Regions from separate parts of the Ovis aries genome. Here region 2 is linked to region 1. The links are chromatin contacts, called in public Hi-C maps. All regions are on one chromosome and are shown on one strand. Each heading gives the region's core, a stretch centred on a gene start, on an enhancer-like site or on the middle of the called end of the contact. The rest is flanking DNA. Distances are from core to core; before and after follow the strand shown.

Region 1 (7,032 bases), core at 2,173-4,672:
TCACAACTGCAGGCCAGCATGAGTTTCCAGGCAAGGGTTGCAAAAAGCTGAAGCTGATTGTAAAGCAGAGAACACACATTACTGTGCACTGTGTGATGCACAGTAACATGAGGAAAGCACCCTGGAAAGCCAGGAAAACTAAGGGGAGGCAAGAGCAGGCATGCAAGTCCAGCAGAAGAAAAGTGGCTTCCACAGCTACAGAGAGAGGGCAGCGTTCAGCCAGAAGAGTATTACTATTACAAAAGATGTCTCTAGTAGCTTCTGTAAGAACCCAAGTAACTCAACTGGAAAAATATTTCTGATCAAGAAAGGCTTGCCTATCCTAAAAGTTCTTCAAAACTGTATTTGAGTAATCCTATAACACAGACTTGACAGTCAGGTTTAGATATGCAGTCCCAAAATGAGGCATTTATGACAAAGTTACAAGTCATGGGCTTCAAAGTACAGCAAAATCACAAGATAATATTTCAAAACTCAGGGTTAAGACTTTTTCTCACCCTCACAAGCCTAATATGAATAAGAAGAGAAGCAATGGAAATTTAAACCAGACTATTAGACTTTCCTTTACTAATATTTCTCTGAAACAAACTATGAAAAACTCTTTTATGCCAAGAACTGTACAATGCCCTTAGATTCTTCTACACAAGCATGATCCTCTTTACCTAGAGAGGGCTGTTAGAGAACACGAAGGCAAAAAAAACGTCCCCAGGAATGAATGGGCAACCTGTCTATCATAGGAGGCAATGATTAGGAGGCAGGTGCACAGAAGGGCTGTGTGTGGACACAGTGGTCCCGCTGGAAGACAGAGATGGGTCAGAGCAAAGCTGCCGCAGAGACCTGGGGGAAGGCAGAGGCTGGCAGATGAGCAGCAGCAAATACCAGAGTGGGGGGCCTATCAGAAAGGACTTGGTGCTGGAGTCAGGACAGACAAGGAGGAAGAAGAGCCAGAAGGAGCGGGAAGCTGCTGGTGGAAAAAAGCTCCAGGAGGAGTTGTGGCATAATTACCGCCCTGTGACTTGCTAGTCCTGCTGCTGTCACTGCCTGAGAAGGCTCCACAGTGTCCTGTTGCTGTCGCCACTCGGAAGGCACGGTAAGCGCCTGTCGCTACAGTTTCCCCATAGGGGCTTCCAAAGCCACAGACTCCTGTGGGACCCGGGTGGAGAGAGATGGGAGAAGCCATGAGGAACTGGGTTCAGGGAAAGCCACCAGTGGGCTTTCAGGCAGAGAGACCCCCATATCCTTCAGTTGTTCTTACACCATCAGCTGCCAGGGAAGAGCCTCCTGACCCTTCTGCTCACCAGCAACACAGAAATGTCACCTTGCCTGCTCTTGGAGGAGACTCTGGAGACCAAACACTATTGCTATGGGCTCTGCCACAGGCTTGGGAGGCAGCCTTAATGGAGGACAGCCCCGCTGACCCCACAACATGAGAAAATCTAAAACCACAAATGTCAGCAGAGTTTTTGGCTACACTGACCAATTTAAATATCATATCTCTGCAATAGCTTCTATAGCTCCCACTCCCTTTCCCATAACGTAATCTCTTCCAGGATCAAGTTCCTTTCTAATGTGAAGAGCTGTTGCTGCAAACTTCGTAACTAAGGCTGAGAATTATTTACAAGGTCTCAACATAGCAGGATACAGCTCACTGAGAAGGCCTGCATGTTATGTGTGTGTCTGTCTCCCCACACTAGCAAGTCTGTACCTACAGTGGTGGACACACTCACCTGCAAAGCCCCGCCCTCGGCCCTGGGCCGGGGGGACGGGCCCGAAGTGCCGTGGGTACACAGAGGTGGGGTAGAAAGGCAGCGCCGCTGGCGGTGGGAAGGGGAGTGGGTGGCTCTGCCGGGAGAAGTTCAGCCCTTCCAGGATGCTTTGTCGCATCTTTTCTACCTTGGCAGCTTGCTCGGCCTGGAAGTCAAGGACTGGCATGTGAAAACTTCATTCACAAATTCAATTCAATTGAATTGGAATGAACAGGAAAGAAATAAGACATGCTGACCACTATGCTTTGCCTACATGTGTGTTAACCGCTTAGTCATGTCCTACTCTTTGTGACCTCATGGACGGTAGCCTGCCAGGCTCCTCTGTCCGTGCTTATTTACCCATAAATAACACAGCCACAATCTGCTCAGTGATACTTTTTTACAGAATGAAATGTTGCTGCTGTTGTTGTAGTATAGTCGTAAGTCCTGTCTGACTCTGCGACCCCATGGACTATGGCCCACCAGGCTTCTCTGTGCATGGGATTTTCCAGGCAAGAGTAACTGGAGTGGCTTGCCATTTCCTTCTCCAGAGGATCTTCCTGACCCAGAGACCGAACCTGTATCTCCTATGTCTCCTGCATTGTCAGGCAGATTCTTTACCACTGAGCCAGCAGGGAAGGCCACAGAATGCAAACATGATCACAAAAGCAAAAAAAAAGCCAAAAGAAAGAAAAAAAAGATACTTTATCTCACAATCTTATAAAACAAGAATTTAAATTTCTACCTACTCAGTATATCTTTAGATGAGAACCACTTACTATAAAATTTATTAACTGAAAACAAATTTGTTTCTCAAAATCAATGACTAAGTCCAGACAAGTCATGCTCACAGCCTTCCTTCCACTCATGCACCAGGGAGTAGATGATGCCTAGTTCACATCTTTAAATTTTACTTTCCTAATCAATTTAATTTTAGGTCAAACATTCACTTTACAGAAAAAGAACTGAGGCAAAGAGTAGTAGATGCTTCTTAAGGAATGCCTGGAGCTCTTTAATAGAGAAAGGACAATAGACCAATTGACCTGTCCATGGGGCTACCAGTGAGGTAGCCTGCACAAATGTGAACAATACAACTTGTGTATGTCACATCATACTGTGAAAAAACACTGAGTGTCTTTTGTTAATAAATACATAAATATGTATGTGCTAAGTCGCTATACCAGGAACCAATCTTTAATCAGAGAACCTGAAATCCTGCTTACTCTGTAAATTTGTCTTTAAACTGACCTTAACTTAAGCAGCATGTGGAAGAATACATGTTTTGTAGTCTAAGGTTAAAAAGCAAAAAGCTTGCAGCATATGTGAGCTTCTTTTATATACAAAGGGACAAGATAACCTCATGACCTAATTCACTTTATTTTTAAATTAGAACTTTAAAAAGTACAGTCAATCCTGACTATTCATGAGTTCCACATCTCTAAACTCAGCCACTTGCTAAAATTTATTCATAAACTCAAAATCAATACTCCTAGCATTTTCATAGTCATCTGAAGACATTCGCTGAGTGGAACAGAGCTTGAGTTGCCACCTAAGGTTAAAGAAAGCACAGCACTGTCTTCATGCTTCAGTTTTTATACTGTAAACATGTGTCCAGTCACTGTCTCCTTAGTGCCACAATTTCTGTGTTTTTGTGAATGATTTTGCTGTTAGAATAGCACAGTGCTGAGTATTGGCTAGTGCTTCCAAGTGCCAGGCTGTGATGTGCCGTACAGAGAAAATGCGTGTGTTAGTTAAATGAGCTTTGTTGAAGCTGAGTTATAACGTTGCCAGTCATAAGTTCAATGTGAGTGAGTTAACAATATATATGCATTAAGAAGTATTTAAACAGAAATATACATAACACAAGGTTATTGTCTTATTGACTGACTGATGAAGACAATGCAACGGAAGGCTTGCAGAACCCTAACCCTGTGCAAAGATTCCGTATTTGCTAATTCAGTGTTCAAGGTGAATTTATACAGTACAATTACTGTGAATAATGAGAACCAAGTGTATGTCCTGGGCTCAGCTCATGTGGGCACTGAATTGACATTTAGTTACACACTGGGCTGGGCTCAATCTAAATTAAATTCTTGTTGCATGGGCTCATTATAAATTCAGTAGGAAAGACAACAGATTAGCTAGTGAACATTATTTCATTCTGGTTAGAAGTGGCCACCCCCTCCTCCCTGCCCCACCCAGCCTGCTTTCCTGCAACTGACCTGACCATCACAGAGGTCGATGAGTGGGGTCTTTTCCCGGCTTGCTTTGAGGAGTTTGGACTGGAAGAGCTTCCCATCAAAATACATCCAAGGACAGCAGTGTTCCCAGGGTACTGGCTGGCCACATGCGTCGTTTGCAAACAGGGCCATGTCCACGCCACTCATGAAGAGAGCTGACAGCTGAATGCCTCGGGGGTCGAGGTTCTCAATCTTTAAATGGAAAAGAATTATTTCTATGGAGTAAGAGTACTACAGCATCCAATTCTTGCAATGTCTGACTATAACTCTCCATGGGTCATAAGGACACCCCTCAACCAAATGCCCCCTAAGTAGCTCTATCACTACCTTACAGTGACTTAACACTGACCTGTCTGAACAGAAAGACTTTTTATGTTATTTAACAAATTTAAGTTTAAGAGGCTGTTCTATAAACATACTGAAATATTTCAATTTGGAATTTGTGAAGTTATACAAGTGTAAATCAATACTGTGTTTAAGGTGGACACATGACAAAGTAACTGATCATTAGTTTAACTCCTTAGCAGTTACTCATTTATGAAATAAAATTTTAAATTGCAGATTCTAAACACTGGTAATAATATTAACAGAAATGTGGTAAAAAGGAATATTCTATTAAGATTCTGCATTTTTAAAGTAGTTATCTTAAAAAATTATTTGGAAAGAAATTACTTGGTATAATTTCATTCTAAAGCTTATATTTTATGTCTACATTATTTTATATGTTAATGTTTTAGATAGCAACTTATTAATGAGACTGTCAAAATGTTTTAGGAGAAATGGATAGCTTATAAATGAAAGAACACAACAGCAAAAACACTGTATCTGAACCATGCAGACTATCAGAATCTAGAGACTTGCATTTCTGGGTTCTTTTCCCTCAAGTCATTGGTGCTGTGAGCCTCCCTTTGTACACACAGCCCTTTCTTCTAGCATCTAATGCACAGGATAAGAAACACCGACAAATACAGTCAACTCTTGATTATCTGTGAAGGACCTAGTTTGTGGATTATCCAGGACTGAGTTTTAACTGTCCTGGTTTCTGTCTTCCCACCATGCATGCTTATTTTCTAAGGTTATGGTATCTTGAGAATGCAGTCTTTATGTGTACCAAACTAAGCAATGCCTAATTGTGGCAGGTAAACCAGCTTTTCATTAAAGAGAAAAAAGATGACTCCAGTGCCAAATACTAATGAACTTATGATTATCTGATGTTTCGTGCTGTCGTCGTCAACATTCCCCATTATCAGCTAACACCATATTTTTCAACTTAAAAAAAACCAAAACAACACAAAAAACAAAACTTGAAGTCAATGCAGTGAAGAACTTCCTGAACCTGGACAAGCCTGTCCCTCCCAGCCCACGCCTGCTGGCTTCTGCTTCTCCAATGTAGTGCTGGAAAGAGTAACTAATAAGCATATTCAGTTGAGGGCAGGTGGGTTCGGGATGATAGATGAATTTTTACATTTATGAGCAGAAAGCAGGGTGGGCGCAAAATGGAAATAAAAAAAAACTTACTTAGATCCCTACTGATCCTGCCTCTCTCTGCACTGCAGAAAGGAAGTGGAAATTCCTTTCTTCTGAGTCTCAAGGCAGAGAGAGTTTCTCCTTCCTAAACACTGACGCTGTGGGAAAGTGTCACAGCAGCGATGCCAGCCTGAGCTTGGGGGCTGCCCGTGCAGCACCCATCTCCTGGCCTCTCTGCAGGGACGATGGCAACTAGGCCTCTAGCTGCTCTCTTGTTGCCAGTCCACAGTTGTCCAGGCCAGGGGAGGGGGGCCTGGTCAAGGCGGAGGGGAAGGCAACGGTGCTGCTGCTGCTGCTGCTCTGAGAAAACAAAGTGGCAGCAGTGTCCTTTGGGGAAACTCGGTACTACTGCCATTTCTTAGCGACTGGAGGTGCGGATCATATGCACCCTCAGGCCTTACTTAACTAACAGGGCTCAAACCCACTCTGGCAGATGGCCATCTGAGCACTGAGGCTAAGAAATCAGAGCTGGAACACAGAGGTACCTGAGCTAAAACAAGTAACTTCCCAGTGAGCTCATGGGAGGAATGGCTAAGTCTACCTTATCCACACACATATGTATTTATTTTAAATGACCTTACCATTACTTAATGAACTATGTTTTTATGGGTTTAAGAAATGATTTTCAAGTCAATTAGTTTTAGAACTAGCAACTACTATTAATTCAATAAAGGAAAATTCTTAGAAACTGTCTAAATAAAGTGAATAAAATCTCAATTACTGTGTGGATTCACTTTATTCAAAAAACTTTTTTTAAATTTTAATTATTTTACATGGTACTTTATATTTCATTCCCTAAATGTTAATTATACATATAACACTAATATTTATGGGGTACTTAATAGATATGTATCAGATACCACACGAAGTATTTTTTCATATATTATTTCATTAACATCTCAACAACTGTATGTGTGATACTGCTGTTAGAACTCCTTTTCATAGATGGAGAAACTGAGTCACAGAGAGCTCAAGGTCACAAAACTGATAACTGGTAGCACCAGAATCTGAACACTTGATCATAGAAATGGCTGTAATATTCACATCTTAACCTCATTCTATAGAAATGGCTATAATATTCACATCTTAACCTCATTCTCTTATACCACGGAAGATAAAATATCCACCATTATTCCTCAACTAGAAAAATAGTGACAAGATTTTCTGATCTTACAGGAAACACAAATATGGAATGTATCTCCAGCCAATTAGTTGAAGAACCAAATTCCAGTGCAGTTTACTTTGTCCAACTTCTAATTACTGGGCAACAGACTCTTACTTTGATTTGGCATATTTACCTATATGCACAACAATTCTTACAGGTATCACAGACATGCTGCACGTCCCTAATACTGTCTTTAAAGCTCTTCATTTTCCATCTTTTAATTCTGCACTTGGCATGTGAAACTGTTAAAAGAATTTAAGGTAATTATAGGGATGTCAAGAGCAAGGGAGAAAGAAACTGGATAAATATTAAAACTGTACAAAGATCTTTCTCTTCATCCTTTACCCACCCTCCT
Region 2 (7,032 bases), core at 2,883-5,382, 100 kb after region 1:
TTATGATGACTCAAGGCACACAAGAGGAAATGCTCCTCACAACGAACAGAAGCCAAATTCAGGCCAGGCAGTTTAATGACCTGAACAAAATTAGCTGATGTGTGGGCCAACCTCTAATGGTTAAAGAAATACAATTATTACTCTAGTGAAGACATACTCTTCTAAGCCAAAAAAGATTTCTCAAAGCAAAGCTGACAGGAAATTAAGCCTTTCTGCCAGTTTACAGAACCCTGGAGAAGGCCAATACAATGGTAGATTTTTATAAGAAAAATGCTTCATATGCCCAACATTATATATGGTGAGATGCTTGTGTAAATTGCTTTGCCAATTTTTACTTAACCTTTAATTAAAAAAAAATTATACAACAAAATTAACTTTTATTTACTTTTGATATATAGCGCTACACTTTTAAAACATGCTACCACCACAACCATCAGGCTACAGAACAGTTCCATCACCTCAAAAAGCTCCCCCCTGTTGTCCCTTTATATTCACACCTTCATGTAACCTGTCATCTGGTCCCCATTTACAGCCTTATCTGCAAGAGAATGTAATATAAATAGAATCATACCTTTTGAGCCTGGCTTCCTTGTGTGTATCAGTAGTTTCTCCCTTTTTACTGCTAAGCAGTATTACACGGTACCATAGCCTATTTACCTCTTAAAGGATATTTTGGTTGTTTCCAGTTTGAGCTATTATGAACAAAACTACTATGAACAATCAAATATAGTTTTTCTGTGAGTAATAGTTTCATTAGGAAAACACCCAGGAGTACAACTGCTGGATCATATGGTAAACCCATCTTATAAGAAACTAAGGGAGCTATCTTTCAGGGTGGCATACCATCTTACATTCCCACCAGCCATGTGGGACGATTCCAGTTGCTCAGCATTCTTGCCAGCATTCTGGCATTGCCGGAATTACTTATTTTAGCCATTTCTAACAAGTATGTAGTGATATGCCATCATGGTTTTAATTCACTTAACCATTTTAATAGGCATTTTTCTATAAAACAGTACATGCTGTTTCACTTCCTGAAAGAATGCTGGACATACATTTTCCCCCAAACCATTCCCATGGAGTAAACCATACTACCCCTCAGGGGCTACTGAAATAGGGTTGTTTTATTTGTTTCTAAAGATGCCCCAGAATTACGTGTGCTTTTTACAGCATTTTCTATCTTCTCCCTTGTAAAGTGTCACTTCTTGCTATTAATGGTGTGCTTGCCTATGGCAGACTTTCCTCTGCACCCTTTTCTCAAGCTGACTTTAGAAACAGGTAACTAAGCTTATCAGAATTACATCTGAAAACGAGAGGGCAGTCTACAAGGGAGAAAAGTTGATTCTTCAATGAGGAAACAGAAAGCTTTTTTTTTTTTTCGGATCACTATATCAAAACTTCCTGACCTCTCATTTGGCTGCTGAGAAATTTTTAGCAGCTAAATTTCTTAGGTGTTTTCCAAAAAGGTGAGCCTGCCTGGTAAGTGTACACCAGGGAATTGAGTCATTACTATATTAAACTGTAAAATTAACATTATATTGTGATTCTATATCAGGAATTCAAAGTTTATCTAAAGCAAAGTGATTATACACTCAATTATATCTTGAGTCCAGAAACCTAAATGGAAGTTATGCTCCTAATTCTAGTTTCTTACTCACACATTGGTCAAAATTCTAAGCACCCAGCAGGTGAGACATTTACAGGGGCGCAAAGACAAGTATCAAGAAATTTTACAACTAAAAAAGTATACAGCAGTTCTTTCAAAAGATAGAGACCATGTACAAACACTGAATCTAATCCTAAGTAAAATTTATGATGTTCCTTTGAAAGCCATTTGACTAAAAAGCTCTTTTCAGTAGTCTTTTCAGTAGTAAGTAGTTTCCATCTTTGCACAAGACAAAAGTGTTAACACTCAAAGCATCTTCTGGAGGTGAATCACATCAGGGAATTACACTGTCTTACTTCTCAGAGAGCCCAGGCTCCAGGGCAGAAAATGCCAGCAGCAGTCCCTTGCTCTCACCCGATCTTCCCCAGGGACGCAGGCTAGGTCTCTGCCATATTCACAGACCAATCGCAGCTCTTCCAGCAGCCTCGACCCGCAGACTTAGAAACCCTGTCACCAATTGCATTAGGATCTGGGTGGGACTTCCGCTATCACTTTAGGCTTAACCACCACCATCTCAGCACAGGCAAGAGCAGTCAGGAAGTTCGAATTTCACAAACTTTGGGATCAAGCACAGTTCAAGCAGAAATAAAGGAATAACAAAGACACTGGAAGGCAGAGTGGCCAAACTCAGAAAAATAAAACAGCCTCCCCCTAAGAACTGTAAAAGAACAATGAAAAACGAGGCAATCAAAACTCAAGTCAAGGGTCACTGGTTTGCATCTTATCTCTACCCTGGCTACTAGGTCCTGAAGCACTCCTTGGCCTGAGTTCAGGGAGGAGCCCTCTGCCAAAAGGAGAGCAGAATGCTGGACAGCCAAAGCTCTGATTACCTGAGTGCACAGCCCAAAGTGGTGGAGTTCTTACTGTGCAGAGAGAAATAAATCCTGGAAACTAATTCACTGACTTTGCCTGATCCTGGACTACTCTTTTCACATCAGACACACAGAACCAAAGACTTTTTCAAGCAAACTAAATCATAGCACTGACAATATCCCATGATTCTTTGAAACCCAACACACAAAAATCCGACGATTTCTCTAAATACTGTTACCTTACTGGGAACCTGGACCTAGCCCTGCGTTCTCAAGAGAAAGCCAACTCCACAGACCTTGCCCAGGTCGAACCAGGGCGACAGCAGTAGGCAGTGGCTGGAGACCCCTTCCTGTCGCCATCTAGTTCACTTGCTCCCACAAAAAACCTGTTGCTGTTCAAGCCTTCCAAAATCGAAAACCAGCATCTCATAAAAGTTCAGGTTAGTATTATGCCTGCTTCAAAGTGTGGAGGAATACTCGGGATCGCAGCGAGTGCCACTGCACCTTCCAAGCTTGCAGTTATCCGCTGGTCCTACGGTTCTCGGTCGGCCTGGTGCAGCCGAGGTTCCCAGACCCCGGGCACTCGGCAGCCGGCCGGGCTCCAGGCGGCGCGTCCATTTTGCAGCAGGTCAGACCTGGAGGGGAGAGGCGCCTGCGGTCCCCCGCGCCCAGACCCTCAAACCCGACCCAACTCCAACTTCAGACCCTGGCCTGCCCAGACCCAGACCGCAACCGAATTCCAGACTCCGACCCAGGCCTGGCCCCTGGCCCCAAACCCCAAACCCGGACTCAGGCCCAGACCCCTGGCCCATCCCTGGTCCCCCAAACTCCAGTCTAACCCCGACCCACCCTCCCTCAAATTCAAGCGACCGCTTAAATTCACGCAGACCTACGCCCGGCCTCGGTCTCCAACCCCGCCCCCGGCCCACGCGGACCCCAGTCCGCCTGCTCGCCCGGCTGGCCGCACCTTGACGTGGAAGCGGATGAGCGCCAGGCGGATGCAGTGCGCCATGCAGACGGGCGGCAGGAACCAGACCTTGGGCGGCGGGGTGCCCTTGTTCTGGACATGGCTGACGATCTGCTGCGCCGTCTGGCGCTCGTTGCCCTGCCGCTTGACCCACTCGTGCAGCCGCGCCTTCTCAAGCGCGCCGTTGAAGAAGACGAAGAGCTCGATGTTGCCGCCGAAGCAGGCCTTGGCTAGCGCGGCCAGGTAGCCGAGCATGTGGTTCCACTGGCCGCCGCTCACCCAGTCGGTGTAGAAGCCGCCGTAGAGGCGATGCAGGCAGTTGTCGGCGTCCACCAGCAGGCGCAGCGGCGTGTGCGGGGGCCGCTGCCGCCCGCCGCCCACCAGGCTGCCCCGGGCCAGCTTCTGCAGCTCCACCGGCACCACGGCGCTCGGGCAGTGCTTCTCGATGTAGTCCTGGAAGCCCTGCACGCCCATGGCGGCGGCAGCGGCGGGCGCGGGGCGGCGGGGCGGCGGGGCCGGGGGCGGCGGGGCCGTGGCGCGGGCCGGGGCCGGGGCGGCGGGCTCTAGGGGGGGCCGGGCCGAGCCGCGGGCGCGCTCATGGCCGCTGCGGCCGCCATGTGCTGCCGCCTCCCAGGGCCATGGCGGGGAGGGACCTGCGCCGTGCGCCGCTCCAGGCCCAGGCCAAGCTGAGGCGGCCTCGCGCGGGCGGGCGGGCGGGCGGCGGCGGGGCGGGGCGGCGCCAGCTGACGTACGCGGGCCGGCGGAAAGGGCGGAAGAGGCGGTGCTGCGAACTGAGGGGCTGGTAACCAGAAGAGGGGCCGGTTCCCGGCGGCGCAGGACTCGGGCTCCAGCTCCGAACTTCGGTCCCAGCCCTGGCAGAGTCCGCGAGGCCCAGCCCAGGAAAAGGAGCTCTCGGGCCGCTGTGCCTGCGCGAGTTCCCAGGAGACGTCGGGGCGGTAGCTTCATCTCGTCCCCTTCCTGGTCTCCCAGAGCTGGTCACCGAGGACCACATCCCCGGCTCCAGGATCTGGCCACCCCGGGACGGCCTTATCCCCGGAAGCCGGTCAGGCAGCCCTGTCCCCGTCCGCGATCGGAGCCGGTCACCTCAACGAGGCCGCGTTCGGACCTACGGATCTGGTTACCATGAAAGGAGCCTCATCCCGGAAGTCAGTCACCCTAAGGAAGCCCCATCTTCTTCCCGGGTCCCGTTATTCCGAAGAGGCCCTGTTTCGTCCCCAAGGACCGGTCACCCAGAGGAGGCCCTTTCCTGTCCCTGTGCCTGGTCACCCCCGAGAAGGCCTTATTCTCGAGAGCCGGCCACCTGAGGAGTCCCAAGTTCCATCCCCAGGAGCTGGTCACCCTGAGAAGGCCTCAACCCAATCTTGGGATCTCGTCACCTCGAGGAGGCAGCGTACGTTTTGAGAGCCAATCATCTGAGAAGGCCTAATGCCTGGGGTCTGATCACCCCAAAGAGATCCCGTCCTGGTCCCACAGGGCCAGTCATCCCAAGGTGGGACCAGTGCCCCGGCCGAGGCGGCTGCAGAGGGAAAGGTGGTCAGAAACTGAAAGTCGGGATGTATCTAGGGGGAGGAGTGAGCAGAAGTCCCAAACGGAGAAAGGAATCAGTTTCTGCGCTGTGTGCCCAAGTGTAGTTACCGGGTTTTGGAAGTGATCACCGGCTCTCTCAACTTAATTGCATCGGTATCTTTAACTTGGGAAATAACTCTCCAGTTTCGGTTGTTCACAAGGAGTAGGGTGGTAATTCTGAGGAAGTTGGAAAACTGGCAGGTTGACCCCACTGCCTGCTGGGTTTACTGCTTCACTGCTTTTTTTGGCATAAATCTAAAAGCCATGTGAGCAGAACCCTCATTGGCCGTTCCCTTTGAGGTAGCAGATCTCCCTTCAGATAGATCTGACTCAGCCCACTTTTCAAAGTGCTTTCACTGTCTGAAGGAGCTGAAGGCTCTGCTTTTTTGTTTTCACAGTAGTAACATTTCATGGCCCAGACACTGAAATGACAATCTATAGTGTAATATACAAGTAGCCTTAGTGTCAGATATCACCAAAGAAACTTTAAAAACAGTAGCTCTGTTACAGCACGTGAAATGCCTCCTTTCTATTTGGTTCCAACTGTGAAATATCTATCTTTAACTCTCTCTTTCTGGAGACTGTGCAGCCCCTCCTAAGGAAAATGGTTTAAATCCTTCTTGCTCTAGTAGCATCTTTTGAAATGAGGTCCTTTCAGGACTTCTGTCCCAGAGCTCTGCAGTAATTACTTTTTAAATGAGGTTAATACTGCAAATATATTATGCATCATGAAAATGTTTTTTAAAACAGGTTAATGTCTTATAGAATAAAGCATTTATAAACTCAGAACTCTTAGGAGTTTGGAAGTGGTGTTTTTACTTACCTCCAACTCTCCTGTCCTTTTCTTTTCTGGAGAAACCTCTGTAGAGGAGCAGGCCCAGACAGCAGGTACAGAGCAGATGGAGCCTGCACCCATGAGGTTCCAAGAAGCCTCCATACTCTATTGTCCCTAAAAAGGCAAGTTGAGTTTTTTCATTTCTTATAACTTCACCTCAAGTATAGGCCAGTATGATACATACATCAGTAAAATGCTCTTAGTATCTTGATAAATGTGTTTAATTTAAAAAAAAACAGATTTTGGAAGTTAAGCCACTCATATACAAAGTTAGTGATGAAGCCAGGATCATATGTTATTTAGAAATACAGTTAGTCATTTAAAGCCACATTAAATACTGACATCCAAAATATTCAAATGTCCTTCTATAATCTACTGTAGGCTCACGGGTTTAGGAGTAGTAGTTCTAATCAGTCGTTGTAATTGAATGTATAGCACTGTGTTCCATATTTACTCATCTATGTACTGTTTTTGTTTTCTTTTAAATATGCTTGCTTTTAAATACTTTGGTGCCAGTGTCTGGGGTTCTGAGAATTAATTTATTTTCACTTTAAGGCAGTATAAAGGACTAAGGTTATGGAATCAGATTACCAAATCTGTCTGGTCCTACCTCTGGGCCCTTGAGTAAATTACTTAAGCTTTTAAAACCTTGGTTTCTCTCATGTGTACAATGAGGGTGTTAATAGTACTTACCTTCCAGATTTTTATAAGGATTAAATGAGATAATTTGTATGCTTGCAAATTTTCAATAAATGTTGACTTTTATAACTATTACTTCCACGTCCCATAATTGTATCAACTTTATCTTTGAGAACATGTAACAGTTATCTTACTTTTTGAAACTTTAAAATTCATTTTCGTAAGTATAAATTCATTTAGGGTTATTTCCCCTATTTAAGTATATGTTCCCATTTTTTAAAAAAAACTCTCTTATGTTTTGAGTAACATTATTAGTGGCTGGCAAAATGTTTGGCTGACCCATATTTTATATAATCTTCAAATTCAGAAGTTGGTTGAAGCTAAAATTTTTAAGTGTCAAGGTAAAAACAAACATCTGTATTTAAAATTTAATAAAATTATAATATCTTCTTGGATTCACAATATATAGTAACCAGTGTTTGGGGACTTTCCTAGTTCCAACCACCTGTATCTTTGGACTTTTCAC

What was found. A called contact is a pair of places that touch in the nucleus more often than the background predicts.
Region 2: a contact with region 1 is called in a Hi-C map of hypothalamus, with 2.4 times the contacts expected there. The contact joins the promoter of FAM120A here to the enhancer-like site in region 1. A contact is called at or near these places in 3 of 16 Hi-C or Micro-C datasets (hypothalamus, mixed tissues and tail adipose tissue).

The regions. Positions count from the first base shown.
Region 1 is chr2:28,019,574-28,026,605 of ARS-UI_Ramb_v3.0, forward strand. FAM120A (family with sequence similarity 120 member A) reads right to left here. Exons shown (of 18, transcript XM_015093026.3): 13 at 3,968-4,177; 14 at 1,728-1,911; 15 at 1,006-1,143. Among named protein-coding and RNA genes, the nearest start is that of PHF2, 28 kb to the left of the region's middle. Within about 2 kb of position 3,423, at least 6 of the 54 cell types and tissues checked have an H3K27ac peak or open chromatin away from gene starts, as enhancers often do. A contact at or near this core is called in hypothalamus, where this site is marked.
Region 2 is chr2:28,123,461-28,130,492 of ARS-UI_Ramb_v3.0, forward strand. It overlaps FAM120A (family with sequence similarity 120 member A), which reads right to left and starts at 4,133. Exons shown (of 18, transcript XM_015093026.3): 1 at 3,446-4,133. The coding sequence starts at 3,919.